5 separate regions of the Mus musculus genome follow, and regions 1, 3, 4 and 5 are each linked to region 2. The links are chromatin contacts, called in public HiChIP or PLAC-seq and promoter capture Hi-C maps. All regions are on one chromosome and are shown on one strand. The core of a region is the stretch at or near the end of the contact, and the rest is flanking DNA. Distances in the headings are between cores, read along the strand shown.

Region 1 (2,707 bases), core at 115-2,614, 2.2 Mb before region 2:
ATAGATCATCTTTTAGTTCAGGGCGAACATCTGCTCCCCAGTGGTGAGAACTCTTTTCAAACTTCTCGCCTCCATTCTGCTGTCCCCCAGAAGGTGGCGCTGTGATTGTGGTGGTGGCTGAGTAAGCGCCAGAGATCTGCAATGAGAGGGGGTGGAGAATTAGGGACTGCAGACGCGTGGGGGCAGCAGGGGTTACTTTCCCTCTAATATAACTGCGGGAGAGATGCAATAACGGCCATACCCCAGTGCCAAGGTTGCATGACTGTAGAGCGCACCAATGGAACACGGAAATGTGCAGGCCATCGGGAATAAGCCTTATGATGAAGGGGCAGGAAAGGACGCTTTATTAGCAGCACCCTTAGCAACTCACAAAGGAAAATCTGCGCATATCGAAAAGAGGTCAGGTTTTACTTTAAGAAACACAAGTTGGGACAATCAACTGTACTGAGTAAAAATCCGGTTATCACCCGGTCCAGAAACAATCTATCAAGGTTGAGCAATTCGGAAATGATGGCTAAATGCTCCCAGCTGCTCTGAACTCTCTCCAACCCTCAACAGCCACCCACCTAGAAGTCCAATCTGCAACCGCCAACCTGAGGAGGGGGTGGGGGGTGGGGTGTAAGCTCACCTCTTGCAGTATGTGGGCCGGCATCTTGGCGTCGGATGCTGGGGTCACGTTCCCAGGGATGAGAACGTGCAGCGAGCTTCAGACCTCAGCGACAAAGGGTGCTATGACTAAGTTTCTGCAGCCCGCTGCGCGGTACAAGCTCTGGGCCAGAGCTGGCAGTGGGGTATTAATGTCCTGTATATCCTTAGGTTCGTTATATTGATCAATGACCAGATAAAAAATCAAAAACTGGCTGGCCAGGGCAGCCGCGGGCGGAGATAAGGATAGAAAATGAGAGGACGCCAAAATCGCAGCTTGCAGCCACCGGTGTCCAGGAGTCAGAATACTGCAGACACCAACACCGCATTGTCCCATCCCTAGCCAAGCGGAGGGGGGCGATGCTAATGAGGCCTTCGTAAACTCTGGCTAGTCATTGGCCGATGGGAATTTGGTACCACCTCGTCCTGCTGCTCTCATTGGCTCTGCACAATCTGCTGTTCCCTCTGCCTCCAGCTCCGCCCCCCCCTCCTCCCTTCTTTTTCTGCTCCTGGCTTCTCACCCATCCCCCGCTGGTCCTCCACCCAGCCCCCACCCTGCCACGGGGGCGCTTCAGCGCTTTCTCTGGAAGAGAAGACCCAATCTAGCAGTGGGGGTTGGCTACCGGGGCAGGAAGACGCGGAGAGGTACATAAAGTGGGAAAGCCACTAGAGCGCCGACCACTTGCAACTCCATCCGGTCTTTGCATTTCCAGAGGCGCGTGGGAGGGGAAATGGCTACCACCAACAGAGAGCAAAGCTGAGAGGGGCCTCCCTCCCCAACAGGCGCCTCTGTAGTCCCTTTTGGAACAATGGCTCAGCCTTGCCCACCAGCTCCAGGATGCTTACCAGATAATAACTCGGAGCTCTGGTACTGTAATCAAGTTTTCATAGATCTGTGGCTTGCCCATTCACACTGGTCTGGGTCACCATGGTCACTGTGCACACTCCGAGAGCACAGCCAAGGTCAGTCAGCAGTATCTCAATCCCACCCCTCACCCCCCACTTCCCACCTCACGCCTTGCGAATACATGTGGCACCTTTAGGAGACTCTTTTGTTGAAAGTTTGCAGTTTGCTATCTGAAAACCGCCGAAAAGCATCTAGCCGAGGGAGCCTTATGTATGTGGAGTAGGAACAGAGAGTGGGTATTAAATTATTACTGCAAGGTTCTCTGTGACCGCTCAGTGGGTAGCCCTGTTCTTCCACTCTAAGCAGGAAGAAGGGGACATAGGGACATACGGAGATGGGATAAACTGTTCAGCCGGCAAGGGGAGGAGCTAGCTGTGCTGAAACGCTTTCAAGCCACTCCTCAGAGGACCCTATGACCCTTGAACCTTGGGTGCTCTGACCTAACACACCTCCCTCGCTGCCCCATCTTCTCTGGGGCCTGTGTTAACTCTTTCAAGAGATAGAACTTGTAGCCTATGCAGGCGGTGCATTCACAGAGTACCTTCTGTATCCAGGTCACCCCATTACTGTATCTCCCACCTCTAGGAAAAGGGGTTGATAGACATCTTGTCTTCTCAAGAAGAGAGATGCCAGGCATTTCCTGAGACCAAACCAGACCTCTTGCCTTCTGGTCTCAGGGGCTTGCCAACTCTCTGGCTTGTGACCAGACACCTCCATTGCAGGCCTGGCTCACTGACCATAGCCAAGAATGCTGAACAAGACCAGGTGTCCTCAGCAAATGGCTGGCGGAGGCTCAGAGGTACTGTGTGAAGTTATCTGGAGATGTCACTTCCCCCTGGGTTGTCTGCGTGATGTCTGATCTTTTACTAGCTGTGGGTTTGTCCTTTGTCCTTGGCTGTTAAAAACAAACTCCCTTAGACTGTGAGGCCTTTACAACAGATACTGGCTCCTCACGGTTCTGGGGGCTGGGTATCTATAGCAAAGCCCCAGCAGTTTGATTCTGCCAAGAATGGGCCTTTGATTCTTAGGTGGCCATCTCTGTGTTCAATGGGGAAGGGGTGAGCTTTGTCTCTGGGGTTTCTCTTTAAAAACAAACAAAAAGATTTAGTATTACTTGTAATTATACGGACATGTGTGTGTGTGTGTGCATATGCA
Region 2 (2,921 bases), core at 74-2,573:
CATCTCAGTGAAACAGAAAGGCAGCCGGACAGATAGACAGACAAGAAGTGGCACACAGTAGCTCAGGGACGGAGCATTTTCTCAGCATGCTCACAGCAGTGAAGAACTAAAAAAGAGCCTCACAGATCCCCTGCAGTCATTTGTCCTTTCCAACCCGGCTTCCTTGGAACTGGTGAGACCTTCTGAAAATGCAAATTTAGTGCCACGCCACGGTTGTTGTTGTTGGTGGTGGGGAATAAATTAACCCTTGTAAAGGGCTGACCACATTATAGTCACTCTGTAAAGACTTGTAAAGACCGCAGAATGCCTATTCATAAGTACAAATCACTCTATTTCCTTGCTTATAGAGCCTCAGAGGGGCAAATGCAAACGTCACTGCCTACCTACATCCTCCCACCATGGCTACCTTGCTATTTATAGCGGATCTCCAGGCCTTATTTTATCCCTCTGGAGAAAAGCCGTCCTGGCTCCAGCGTGCTTTCTTCCCTCTCTTCCTTTATTCTGCCCAGGCCCATTCTTCCTCGTTCTAAAAACGTTAGCTCCTTTCTTTACTGGTTATGCTCCTTCTTGTGGCTTCCAGGACCTCTCAAAGATGCTTCCTTCCTCTTTACCTTCTTTCAACTTCATGTGATCATGATTGTAGTCACATACCAAGTGGTGGTTCAGTGTTAGCCTCTGTCGCTAGGCTGTTAACTACCTCAAGGTAAGGGTTGCAGTTCTCTTACAGCCCGTCAAGGAAACTGAACTGGAAAGGGTCTCAGTGAAAGATGTCCAAAGAGCTGTTAAGTTCTCCTTAGGTAACCAAACTGGCACAGTCGCTACAAGATTTGTAAATCATTCTGAATGCAGGCCCAGGAGGCCCGGGAGGTGAAGGGAGTTTTAGGAACTGTAGGTTATGAGGATCTTAACAGTGAAACCCTACGCCACGTGCGTTGGACTCGACCCAGAGAAAAGGGGCACTTGTCACGTGTACCCTGCAGGGCCCGCGGTCTCCAGCCGCACCCCGTGTCAGGAATGCGACCCCGCCCCGCCTGCGTGCCCGCAAAGCAGAGCCCGCCCCTGGGACTGACGTCAATCAAGGGGGCGCCTCCAGGCGTGGGGAGGGCAGGTGAGCTGGGAGGATGGGGAGGACCCGGAGGACACGCCCCTCGCCGATACTCCCTAGATGATTGGACTCAAGGAATCTCCGCACTGGGTTTGGAGGCGGGCACGGGAAAAGGGAGGGATAAGGCACGCCCCTCCCCCCTGCAGCAGCTGATTGGTCCGCGAAGGCTCCGCGTTCGATTTGGCGAAGTTGGCTCGGCTTCTCGCTCTAAGGCTGTGACCGAGGATTGGCTGTTGAAGGGGCTCGGAGCACTTTCTCTGAGGAACTGTGGCCGTGATCCAGGTGGCCCGGCCAGGCTCCCGGCTGCGTTCCGCCTGCCTCGGGCAGCTAAGGCAACCAGGTAGGTAGGCCACGGTCCGGCTCAGCTGTGCGTGGGAGCGCGCGGGCCGACGGTCGCAGCTGGGAATCCGCTGGGTCTCACATCCTAGATCCACTTAGGGGCTTCTCTCTGTCAGTCGCCACCTTTGAGCCCTGGGGCTCACTGTGGTGGGGATGTCGTCCTGTAACTTCGGCCAAGATATCCTCTCTCAATCTCTTAGCCAGCCAGTCACCTCCGCTTGGCCTTTGTGATCACTTTCAGGGCAGGAGCCCAGAGCTGCGCTCGCCCTTTTCCCAAAGCCCGAGAGAGGTTACAGTAGGCGTCTTGGCCGCCGGATCCCGATTGGGGTCTCCTGGAACTGGCAATAGGTTGACCCGACACCGATCTAACTTCCCAGAGGGCTCTACTCTAGCTCCGCTTGCTCTAAGTCCAGCGAAGAGGCTGGCGTGGGAATCCTGTCTGCGAATCAGTGGCGACCTCCAAAACCCCCAGACGAAGATGGCACGGTCTTAGAGGTTTCAGAACCTTCTGCCCCCACGTTTCTTTTGACCACCTTCTCAGCCACCTGGAAAGAATGAAAGTAACACTGGTAAGGCGCCCAGGTCTGACCACCTGGTTAATAGCCTAAGATCACCTACCAGCCTTGTGGAGTTGAGCAAGTCACCACTTCAAGAGGTCAGCTTTTTCATCTGGAAAATGTGTTTAACAATAGTGCCCGCTAACAGGGGATTAGGATGCCACCTGACAGGAGGACCAAAAGGTCCTCAAAAGTGCTCTTCTTGCTTGACGCAGCAAGCTTCCTTCTATGTAGCCATGGTTTTAAAAGTGCACAGATGAGCCTGTCTTTGAAGCCCTCTGAGTAGTTTGTACGTCAGTGCTAAATTAACCACGGCCATGGTTCTATATAGTCTTGTTAATAGCTTTCTCTTCGCATCATTTTTCATTCAACCAATGTACAATGTTGAGTGTCCACAGTAGGCCAGGTACTAGGATGGTCATTCATATTTCATCTCTGTACCCAGTGAGGATTTTCCCTCTCACTATTTTGATTGATGAACAAAGCAAAGGAAAAGTGACTTGTCCAAGGTCACTCAGTGGTCAGCGTCACTGCCACCTTAGGGGTTTTGAATTCTTTCAAAAGGATCTTTTCCTTGCTCTGTTAGTTCATTTTTCAAGTCATGCCTGAAAATGGGTCTGGAGTAGGGGCCCAGTTTCTTTCTTCACTTCCAAGGCAGAGAAGCGTCGAGTTAAGAGCTCTATAGTATGTCCTTCCTTTAATGCCCAATTCAAAAGATGTTGAACTTTGCCATCCTCAGTATTTACTCTGGGGGTTCATTCTGACGCTCTAGGGTCCATTTGTAGTGTTTTGCGACAAGTCCTTACTTGCTTGGTCTGTGCACGGATCCGAGCTTATCTTCTATGTCGGCTCTAGAAGGAAAGCTCTGTCTGTAATCTTAACGGCCCCATGCTTTTGCTTTTCAGTTTTAAAATGTACCA
Region 3 (2,700 bases), core at 174-2,673, 2.0 Mb before region 2:
ATCTCTATGGATACATTTTTATTTTTAGAATTGATTTGATCCTATAGGAAAGTTGCAACAATAATACAGGCAAATTTCACAGACACATTTTCATATTTTACTGTTGTTTTCTCATCTCTGAAATCATATAGCTGTTCATATTAGCAAATCTGTCTTCAAGATTCAGTCTTGAAAGCCACTCCTGGAGTGTATCATCCAAAAAGTAAGAAAAAGGTTTAAGTTACCAACAAAGCAGGGGTATTAATATGTATGAGGCAAAGGATTTAATAACCCCCTCAAAAGCACTGCAGAAATTGTGAGAAAATTAGAGATTTGAGATTCTTTCTTAACAACTTGATTCTGGTAACTTGGGTTTCTTTCCTTGTCAGGACAGTCCTTTCCAGGTCCTTAGCAGGCTGTTGCTGGTTGGCTTGGCCCCTTCAGAAAAACCGACTTACCAAAAGCAAAGCAAAAAGAGACTAGAGATAGGACCCGATGAAAATGTGAAATTTGTTTAATCCCTGAATGAAAATAGTCCCCATGTATACAATCAATTACAGAGAACTAAACATTGTGTACATTAGGTCTTGTTACTGAATTAATTTAATTCTTTTTCAGTGTGCTAATATTAAGGTAACTTAAGGGAGGGTATTTTTATGTATTTGAGAGGTGCACACTGAGGTCTGCACTTCGCTTTCAGATAACTCAGTGAGAAGGACAGGGTTTGGGTACTGGGGGAGAAGTGAGCAAGAGAGAAAATGTAGCGACATGCCGATACACTGAATAGAAGCTATTCTTTCAATGTGTTAAAAAAAATTTAGGGGCTAGGGAGATGTCTCAGTCACCCATATAACAAATCATGAAGACTGGAATTCGCATCCCTAGTACCCATGTAAGTCTAGACAGGTAAGTTTCAGGTCCCACGGGGAATCCCAGCGTTCAGGAAGCAGAATTAGGGGATCTTTTGGGCAATATGGCTTCCTAGACTAGTCTAATCCAACGAACTCTGGGTTAAAATGATACCCTATCTCACTCAATAAGATTGGGAGCAATAGAAGAAGATTCCTATTCTTTCCACAGGAACCTGCATGCACACAAGCATGTCCCCCTCCCCCCAAATACAAACTAAAACAAAAACAAAAAACCCAGCCAGGGTTGGAAAGATCTTAAGAGCGCTAGCAGTCATGGGATCCATACAAACTCGCAGGCGCACAGTTCAATAATTCCAAATGTTTCTAAAACAAACAAAATAAGACACATTTTTTTTCTATTTTAATTCCTCCATCCTTTTCACTCCAGTTACCTTTCCTTAAATAAATAAATATAAATAAATAAATAAATAAATAAATAAATAAATAAATAAATAAATAAACGCGGAGAGATTTTTACCCCTCTACACGCCCCATAGCTAGGTGATTTCTATTGGCTGAGTGGTGTGACGTCATATTTCTGCGCCCCGGCGTTCCAACCTTGAGCGCGCGTTCGTGTTTCTAGCCTTTGGTGGCCGTCCCAGCCCTGGTTGTCATTCCCGATGGCTCAGAAGCCACTGCGTCTGTGAGTGACCTTGCATCGGTAGACTCAGGCACATAGGAGAAAGGGAGAGAGGCGGGCGGAGGAGTGGGGGGGTCTTTCTCCACACCGGAAGGGGAAGACGGAGGGGAGGTCGCAGGGCTGCTGGGAGCCGGAGTGGAGGCTTCCTGTTCTCGCCTCCCAGTTCATTTCGCCCTGGTGTCTTCAGAGTCTCTCTGGCAGAACTAAAAACTTGATGAGCCGGACTTCTTTTTCCTTAGGCCTAGTCTGCCTGGGACACACCATCTCCTTGTCGTTTCTCCCGGCGTCGCACGTATTGATTAGCCAAATACTTGCAGGCATGGGGTGCACGCATGGGTTTTGTCAGACAAGATGAGCATTGTCCTGTCCTCGCGTACTTTTGTTTGCGCGGTCGGTTAGCGAAGACATGACTTAATTTAGAAAGACTATTGTATTGAGCAGCGGACAAGCGTCGCACAAACCAGTTCCCGCCTTGATAGCTGATAGTCTAGACTAGAATAACACGTGTTAACGAATGCGGAAAATGTAGAGAAAGGGTTGATGGTTCTGGAGGGTATATAATAACGATATTTGGCTTAGTATAAGGAATTAAGGCTTTCATGAGAAAGTGAGGATTTTTTTTTTTTTTTGAAAGTGAGGATTTAACTCTGGCAAATATTATTGTATTTAACTCAGAGAAGACATTGAAACGTTTAAAAACTCCTTAGTGTGACCTAGTTTTTGTTATGGAAAGTGATCCTGCTTGAAAGTTGGGAAACAAATAAGAGCCGAAGTAGAAGGCAACAAGCATTAGGTAAAGCAATGTCAGAGAGAAAGTTCAGGAATGGATAGTCTGTTAAGCAGGTGGACTCACAGGGCCTGGTGATGTTTTGATGGTGAGAAACCTCCACTGTAAGGTCATAGATTTCTGTCTTCAGTCATTGGGATCAGAAAATGCTGAAAAGGGGCCCAGATCAGAGAGTGAATATGGATTGTACCTGTCAGGAATTGATAATCAACAGGGAACAAAAAGATGTTAGAGGCTCTCAAAGAATAAATTATACTGCATGATAGTTAGGACAGAATTTGTTCTGAAATGGTATATGGATTTCTGAGATTTTGAGAAAGTGGCTTTCTCAGCCCACCAGGAGGCTACAGAGACTCAGCCTTGATGGATGGAAAAGCCTTGAG
Region 4 (2,700 bases), core at 167-2,666, 2.3 Mb before region 2:
GACAGACAGACAGGCAGGCAGGCAGGCAGGCAGAAGAAAAGCGAGAAGAGGAAAAAAAGAAAAGAACTCACTATGTAGACCAGGCTGCATTTGGCTTTTTGAGACAGAGTTTCTTTGTGTAGCCCTGGCTGTCCTGGAACTCACCTTGTAGACCAGGCTGGCCTTGAACTCAGAAATCCGCCTGCCTCTGCCTCCTGAGTGCTGGGATTAAAGGCATGCGCCACCATGCCAGGCCTGCCTTTACCTTTGAGCCACTCATCTGATACTCAATTCCTAGCTCCACCATACACTGGCTAAGCGTGACCACAGGTAACCTCAACTCTTTTAAATTTCACTTCCTTTTTAAAAAGACCGAGGAGCTGGACCCAGCTCAAAGGCAGACACAGATCTATGAAGCTTGAGGCCAGTTTGGTCTACACTGTGAGTTCCAGGACAGTCAGAGCTTCAGAGACCTTGTCTAAAAAGAAACCAATAACAGTAAGTACCAAGGAATACCTACTGCTCAGGGTCAGTGTGGGTTCAACAAAAAGGAAATTCTTGAGACTTCTTAGGGATCGCAAAGTGCCTGTTTGCTATTCGCACCGCACACTCAGGCCCTTTGATTCCTTAGTCCCTTTTCTTGGAATCTCAACGTGAGGATCTAAGGAGCTCTCAAACGTCCCGTCCCGTTTGAGGAGAAGCAGCTAGGATTGGGCTCTGGCTCCCAGCAGAGGCGGTCCCCGGCAGACGGAGCCCAATGAGTGAGTGCAGTTGTAACTCAGCGTGTGCTGTCAAGAACGCAGCAGCAACCGGATGCTGGCTGAAGGGATACACTATTGTTTTCCCGGGTCAGAGCCCTGGGCGCACCCTCATATCCCAGTCTCCCGGGGTTTCTCTTTGCTGGTGCCTGGAAGTGGGGGTAGATGTGAAGTTAGACCGAGTTGTGAGTGGCGGTAGCCAGTGTCTTCCTCACTTCTTTCGATGCGATTTCCCCAGTGAACCATTTGCTAAGCGCCAGACCAAAGTCCTAGGCTTGCACACAATTCCTACTTGGAATCACGTTATCCTGCTCTTAAAGAAAAGTCACCCATCAGCCCACAGCAAAGAGGATAAGGAGAAAAAGAGGGGAGGAGAGAGCGAGAAGCTAGAGGCAGAGGGAACAGCAGATTGCGCCTAGCCAATGGAAAAGGCAGGACAAGGTGGCACCAAATTCTCTTTGGCCAATGACAAGACGGGCTTCACAGGAGGCACATTAGCATTTATCCCCAGGCAGGGGGTTGGAGCAGCGCGCCCTGTTGATGCCTTCAGCATCCCGGCGCCTCCAAGGTCTACTCTGGAATCTACTTGGCTTTCTTTCCCGTTCTTGGTCCCGCCCTCTCTCTCTCCCTCCCTCCCTCCCTCCCTCCCTTCCTCCCTCCCTCCCTCCCTCCCTCCCTCACCTCCACGCCTGGCTTCCTTGGCTAGCTATCTCTGCGCTCTTTACCCTTTGCTGGCAGCCGATAAAAGGGGGCTGAGGAAATACTGAACACGGTCATCCCATCGCCTGCTCTACCCTTTAAAATCCCAGCCCAGGGAGATCTGTGCACAGCCAGACCGGGCTGAACACCCATCCCGAGAGTCAGGAGGGCAGGTTTCCAAGCGCAGTTCCGCCACTCGCCTACACCAACGGGCTCCGGAACCGAAGTCCACGCTCGATCTCAGCACTGGGAAAGTGAGGCGAGCAACTGACTATCATCATGCCGGCCCACATGCTCCAAGAGGTGAGCTTCCAGAAGCGGCCCTCGCTCCTTGCACTGGCCACGCAGCTAGGTGACTGGTCCCGGGAGGAGAAAGTTGAGAGTTCTCCGGACTACTGGGCTTTCTCGAATTCTGACGTGACCGGTTGGTTGAGAGGTGTAGATTGTAATTTGGGCAGATGAGTCCCAACTTTCGTGCCTTTAGCTTTAAAGCAGCGGTTCTCAATTTTCAAGATGCTGCGATCCTTTATTTACTACAGTTTTTCATGTTGTGGTGACCCCCTCCCCCCCAACCATAAAATGATTTCGTTGCTACTTCATAACTTTAATTTTGGTACTGTTTTGAATCGTAATGTAAATATCTGTTTTCCGATGGTCTTGGGCTGCCCCTCTGAAAGGGACATTTGACCCCCAAAGGGGCTGAGCGTGAGACACAGGTTAAGAACCGCTGCTTTAAAGAAAAGCCCGTCCTACCGATACTTGTATAACTTACACGGGGATCCCTTTGTGTGTTACTGAGGCTATAAATGTTTCATTCTTCTTTCCTATTTCTCTCTCTCTCTCTCTCTCACACACACAACACACAGAGAGAGACAGAGAGAGAGAGCCCCACAGATCGGCCTCCCCCGACTGAATTTTTTCTTTGCAGATCTCCAGTTCTTACACGACCACCACCACCATCACTGCACCTCCCTCCGGAAATGAACGAGAGAAGGTGAAGACGGTGCCCCTCCACCTGGAAGAAGACATCCGTCCTGAAATGAAAGAAGATATTCACGACCCCACCTATCAGGATGAGGAGGGACCCCCGCCCAAGCTGGAGTACGTCTGGAGGAACATCATTCTCATGGTCCTGCTGCACTTGGGAGGCCTGTACGGGATCATACTGGTTCCCTCCTGCAAGCTCTACACCTGCCTCTTCGGTGAGCAGCGCCCCTTGTCTTGGGCCAGTGCCTCAGATTTCTCTTTGCTCTCTAATAAGGTA
Region 5 (2,758 bases), core at 116-2,615, 2.9 Mb before region 2:
TCTAGGGAAAATCCTCCTTTCTTTGGGTCCATTGAGTCAAGTCTCTCATAGACTGAGACACACAAATCTCTACAGGACGCCTGCAGTTCTCCTGGGACAGTTACATGGATTCCTACTGTACACAAGAAAAGTGTGTGAAAGCTCCCCAGGACCAATCTGTATAAGTGAGCGTTCTGGGAGTGCATGAGGACCTGGGTGACATTCAAAGCCACCAATGTGAATGGGGACTCCTCCTCCCTAAAACTTTTTTTTAACTTAAGAGTTTGAGGAAAGGTGAGATCACAGTGCCTGACGCCCTTGCCCCATCTTATCTTTGTATATTGTTCTCCACTAAGTGCCTCTAAGTGTTAAGACCAGAGACTCACAGGAGTCCAGCGTGAGGAAGGAGTTGCTAAGAGCTAGGGTAGGAACTGAAGTGTAGCAACTTCTCTGTAGGGTAGGTACTGAGATCGCCCCCAAAAGGTCCAGCCTAGGGATGGAGACTGCTCCACAGTATAGTGAGGAGTGAGAAGGGGCTGGCACTCCTGTCCCTACTCCAGAGGACACAGAAAGTGAGACCCAGAAGGAAGGGCAAGGGCCGGGGTAGACACTCAGAGAGACAGGAGCCAGAAGACAGAAGAGACAAAGGCCAAGAGGCTCAGACACGAGGAGCCAGAGGCAGACCCATGAGTTAGGGTCGCTGAAGCTACACAGGCAAGGACCCCTAAAGCCAGAGGAGCCACAGAGCTGAGCTCTGAGGGCCAGGCGTCAGGAAAGCCAGGCCTAGCCAGCCTGGCTCCCGCTTTTGAGGCCCAAGAGAGAAGGAGGGGCAAGCGGCTCCATTTTGAGAAATGCGTTTGTAGCTGTGGGAAAAAGAAAGCCCTGGTTCTCCCCAGCACTCCCTGACCTATCACTATGGTACACAGACCCCTGCGCCCCCACCCCAGCAAGTAAGCTGGGGGTTCTAGAGTCTGGGGCCGCGCCAGGGCCTGAGATGAGTCTGGCCCACGTCCCAACTCTCTGACCTCAGGGCTGGGGTTGGAGAGTTGGGGAAAGTCCCCCCAAACACACACACTCAAACTCCAGAGACCAGTCAAGCAGGATCCAGTCTGGGATCACGAGTTGCCATTCCGAGACTGAAAGCCCAGAGTCGTCGTGTCCCCCCACCCCCCCCCCCGCCACCCACAATAGTCCGCTCCTTCCATAAACTGGGGGCGTCTATGGAATGCCACCTCCCCACCGGACCGCATCGCTTAGAAGTTGGGGCACCCTCAGCCCTGGACCCCTCACCTCCGCCGCGCTGCTCCATGCTCAGCCCCGGGCCGCCCCAGCACTCCACAGGCGCGCCGCCCGCTCCAGCCCGCGCGCGGCCACTCGGAGCTGCCCGGCTCGGCCCCGCCTCCGCCCAGCCGGCGCCCCCGGCCCTGACCGGCCCCCGCCCGGCCCGAGTGGGCGGTGCGCACTGATGGGGGGAGGGGTCCGAGGGGCGTTCCCGCCCCGGGGAGCGGACACGCGCAAGTAACCCACGTCACGCGTGCCAGCCAGGGCGCACGCGGGGGCTGCTCGGCGGCGCTCGGGATTCCTCCCAGAGTGGCCTAGCAACTGTGTGTGTGTGTGTGTGTTGTGTGTGTGTGTGTGTGTGTGTGTGTGTGTGTGTGTGTGTGTGTGTGTGTGTGTGTGTGTGTGTTAAGTGTGGTGTGTGTGTGTGCTCGGTAGCGCTCGGGATTCCTCCCAGAGTGGCCTAGCGACTCTGTGTGTGTGTGTGTGTGTGTGTGTGTGTGTGTGTGTGTGTGTGTGTGTTAGGAGGCTCGGCCGGCTCGAGACTCATCGAGCCGGGTCACCATCGCCTATCCCTGCCGGAGCCCAAGGGCCAGCGGCAGCTGGTCATTGTTCCAGCACAAAGAGCCAAGGCGCGGCGCCAGCCCCGCCCCTCCCCCTCCGCTCCTCTAGGAGAAGCTTCCCTCCTCAGTCTCCAGCTTCCCGGTCCATGGGGAGGCCGAGGGGGTCAGCCATCCCTCTCCAGTTGCCGGCTCCTGGGCACAAGTTGAGGGACTGGCTCGGTCGCTGTCTGTCCCACCCCCAGCAGGCTGGAGGTCACACGCTTGGATTTTCCAAATCGGCGCCACCTGGTGGCCCTTTCCAGCAACTTACCAGCCCCCCCCCCCCAAGACCCCCACCAATCCCACTCCCTTTCCAGCACAGCACCCTCGGGCCGCGAGCCCAGGCTTGTCCCTGGCATGGCTCCAGCCTCCCTAGCCGAACCTCGGGGGTCATTTGCTATGAGAAGGGTCGCTGCTCAAAGGGGGTGGGAGGGATACCTGACCCCCAATAATCTCAAGAACGAACAGCTCAAACCTACACTGGCTCCGCAGCAGACATCCCAAAGTCTCTCTTGGGGTCACAAATATTTTTACCCTCTCGAAAACAACAGTCTTAACACCCACACGACCTTTCCCACATTCAGTCTCGGGCAGCCACAGTCAGTCTCATCCATCACGTGGCTCCATAGATCTTCATTCCATAATCCTTCAGGCCAACTCACAGAAGGCTTGGTGTTTCGTGCACGGGAGAGTGCACAACAGTCCTTTGCATCCAGTCACATTCTTTAAATACACTCAGCCTCCCAACCCTCTTCCACGCAATGACAGCCGGATTCAGCCACTCTGGAAACTTCTTACATCATATTCACAAACTACCCACTTTCCCTGAGGGGTCTCTGTGACCTGCTCAGGTCAGCCGACCTCACATGTTCTGGCAAGGCCATCCTCCCTTCCCCGAT

What was found. Promoter capture Hi-C pulls out the DNA fragments that hold promoters and counts their contacts. HiChIP or PLAC-seq counts read pairs in DNA pulled down with a chosen protein or histone mark. Capture Hi-C pulls out chosen DNA fragments and counts their contacts.
Region 1: an H3K4me3 HiChIP or PLAC-seq map of stem cell-derived neural progenitor cells shows a contact between it and region 2, with 7 times the contacts expected there. The contact joins the promoter of Scd2 here to the promoter of Avpi1 in region 2. A contact is called at or near these places in 2 of 39 promoter capture datasets (cranial neural crest and stem cell-derived epiblast-like cells) and 1 of 115 datasets of contacts at active chromatin or transcription factors (stem cell-derived neural progenitor cells).
Region 3: a promoter capture Hi-C map of liver shows a contact between it and region 2, with 2.4 times the contacts expected there. The contact joins the promoter of Cwf19l1 here to the promoter of Avpi1 in region 2. A contact is called at or near these places in 1 of 39 promoter capture datasets (liver), 1 of 115 datasets of contacts at active chromatin or transcription factors (embryonic limb bud) and 1 of 9 other capture datasets (liver).
Region 4: a promoter capture Hi-C map of liver shows a contact between it and region 2, with 2.9 times the contacts expected there. The contact joins the promoter of Scd1 here to the promoter of Avpi1 in region 2. A contact is called at or near these places in 2 of 39 promoter capture datasets (liver and stem cell-derived epiblast-like cells).
Region 5: a contact with region 2 is called in a promoter capture Hi-C map of pre-B cells, with 3 times the contacts expected there. The contact joins the promoter of Lzts2 here to the promoter of Avpi1 in region 2. A contact is called at or near these places in 2 of 39 promoter capture datasets (cranial neural crest and pre-B cells) and 3 of 115 datasets of contacts at active chromatin or transcription factors (cardiomyocytes, differentiating embryonic stem cells and embryonic stem cells).

Annotation. Positions count from the first base shown.
Region 1 is chr19:44,292,333-44,295,039 of GRCm38.p6, reverse strand. Scd2 (stearoyl-Coenzyme A desaturase 2) reads right to left here and starts at 1,364. Exons shown (of 6, transcript NM_009128.2): 1 at 629-1,364; 2 at 1-136. The coding sequence starts at 652.
Region 2 is chr19:42,127,395-42,130,315 of GRCm38.p6, reverse strand. Avpi1 (arginine vasopressin-induced 1) reads left to right here and starts at 1,323. Exons shown (of 3, transcript NM_027106.4): 1 at 1,323-1,445.
Region 3 is chr19:44,134,599-44,137,298 of GRCm38.p6, reverse strand. Cwf19l1 (CWF19-like 1, cell cycle control (S. pombe)) reads left to right here and starts at 1,423. Exons shown (of 14, transcript NM_001081077.1): 1 at 1,423-1,533. The coding sequence starts at 1,511.
Region 4 is chr19:44,406,425-44,409,124 of GRCm38.p6, reverse strand. It overlaps Scd1 (stearoyl-Coenzyme A desaturase 1), which reads left to right and starts at 1,416. Exons shown (of 6, transcript NM_009127.4): 1 at 1,416-1,739; 2 at 2,365-2,638. The coding sequence starts at 1,716.
Region 5 is chr19:45,016,742-45,019,499 of GRCm38.p6, reverse strand. It overlaps Lzts2 (leucine zipper, putative tumor suppressor 2), which reads right to left and starts at 1,365. Exons shown (of 5, transcript NM_001130526.1): 1 at 1,270-1,365.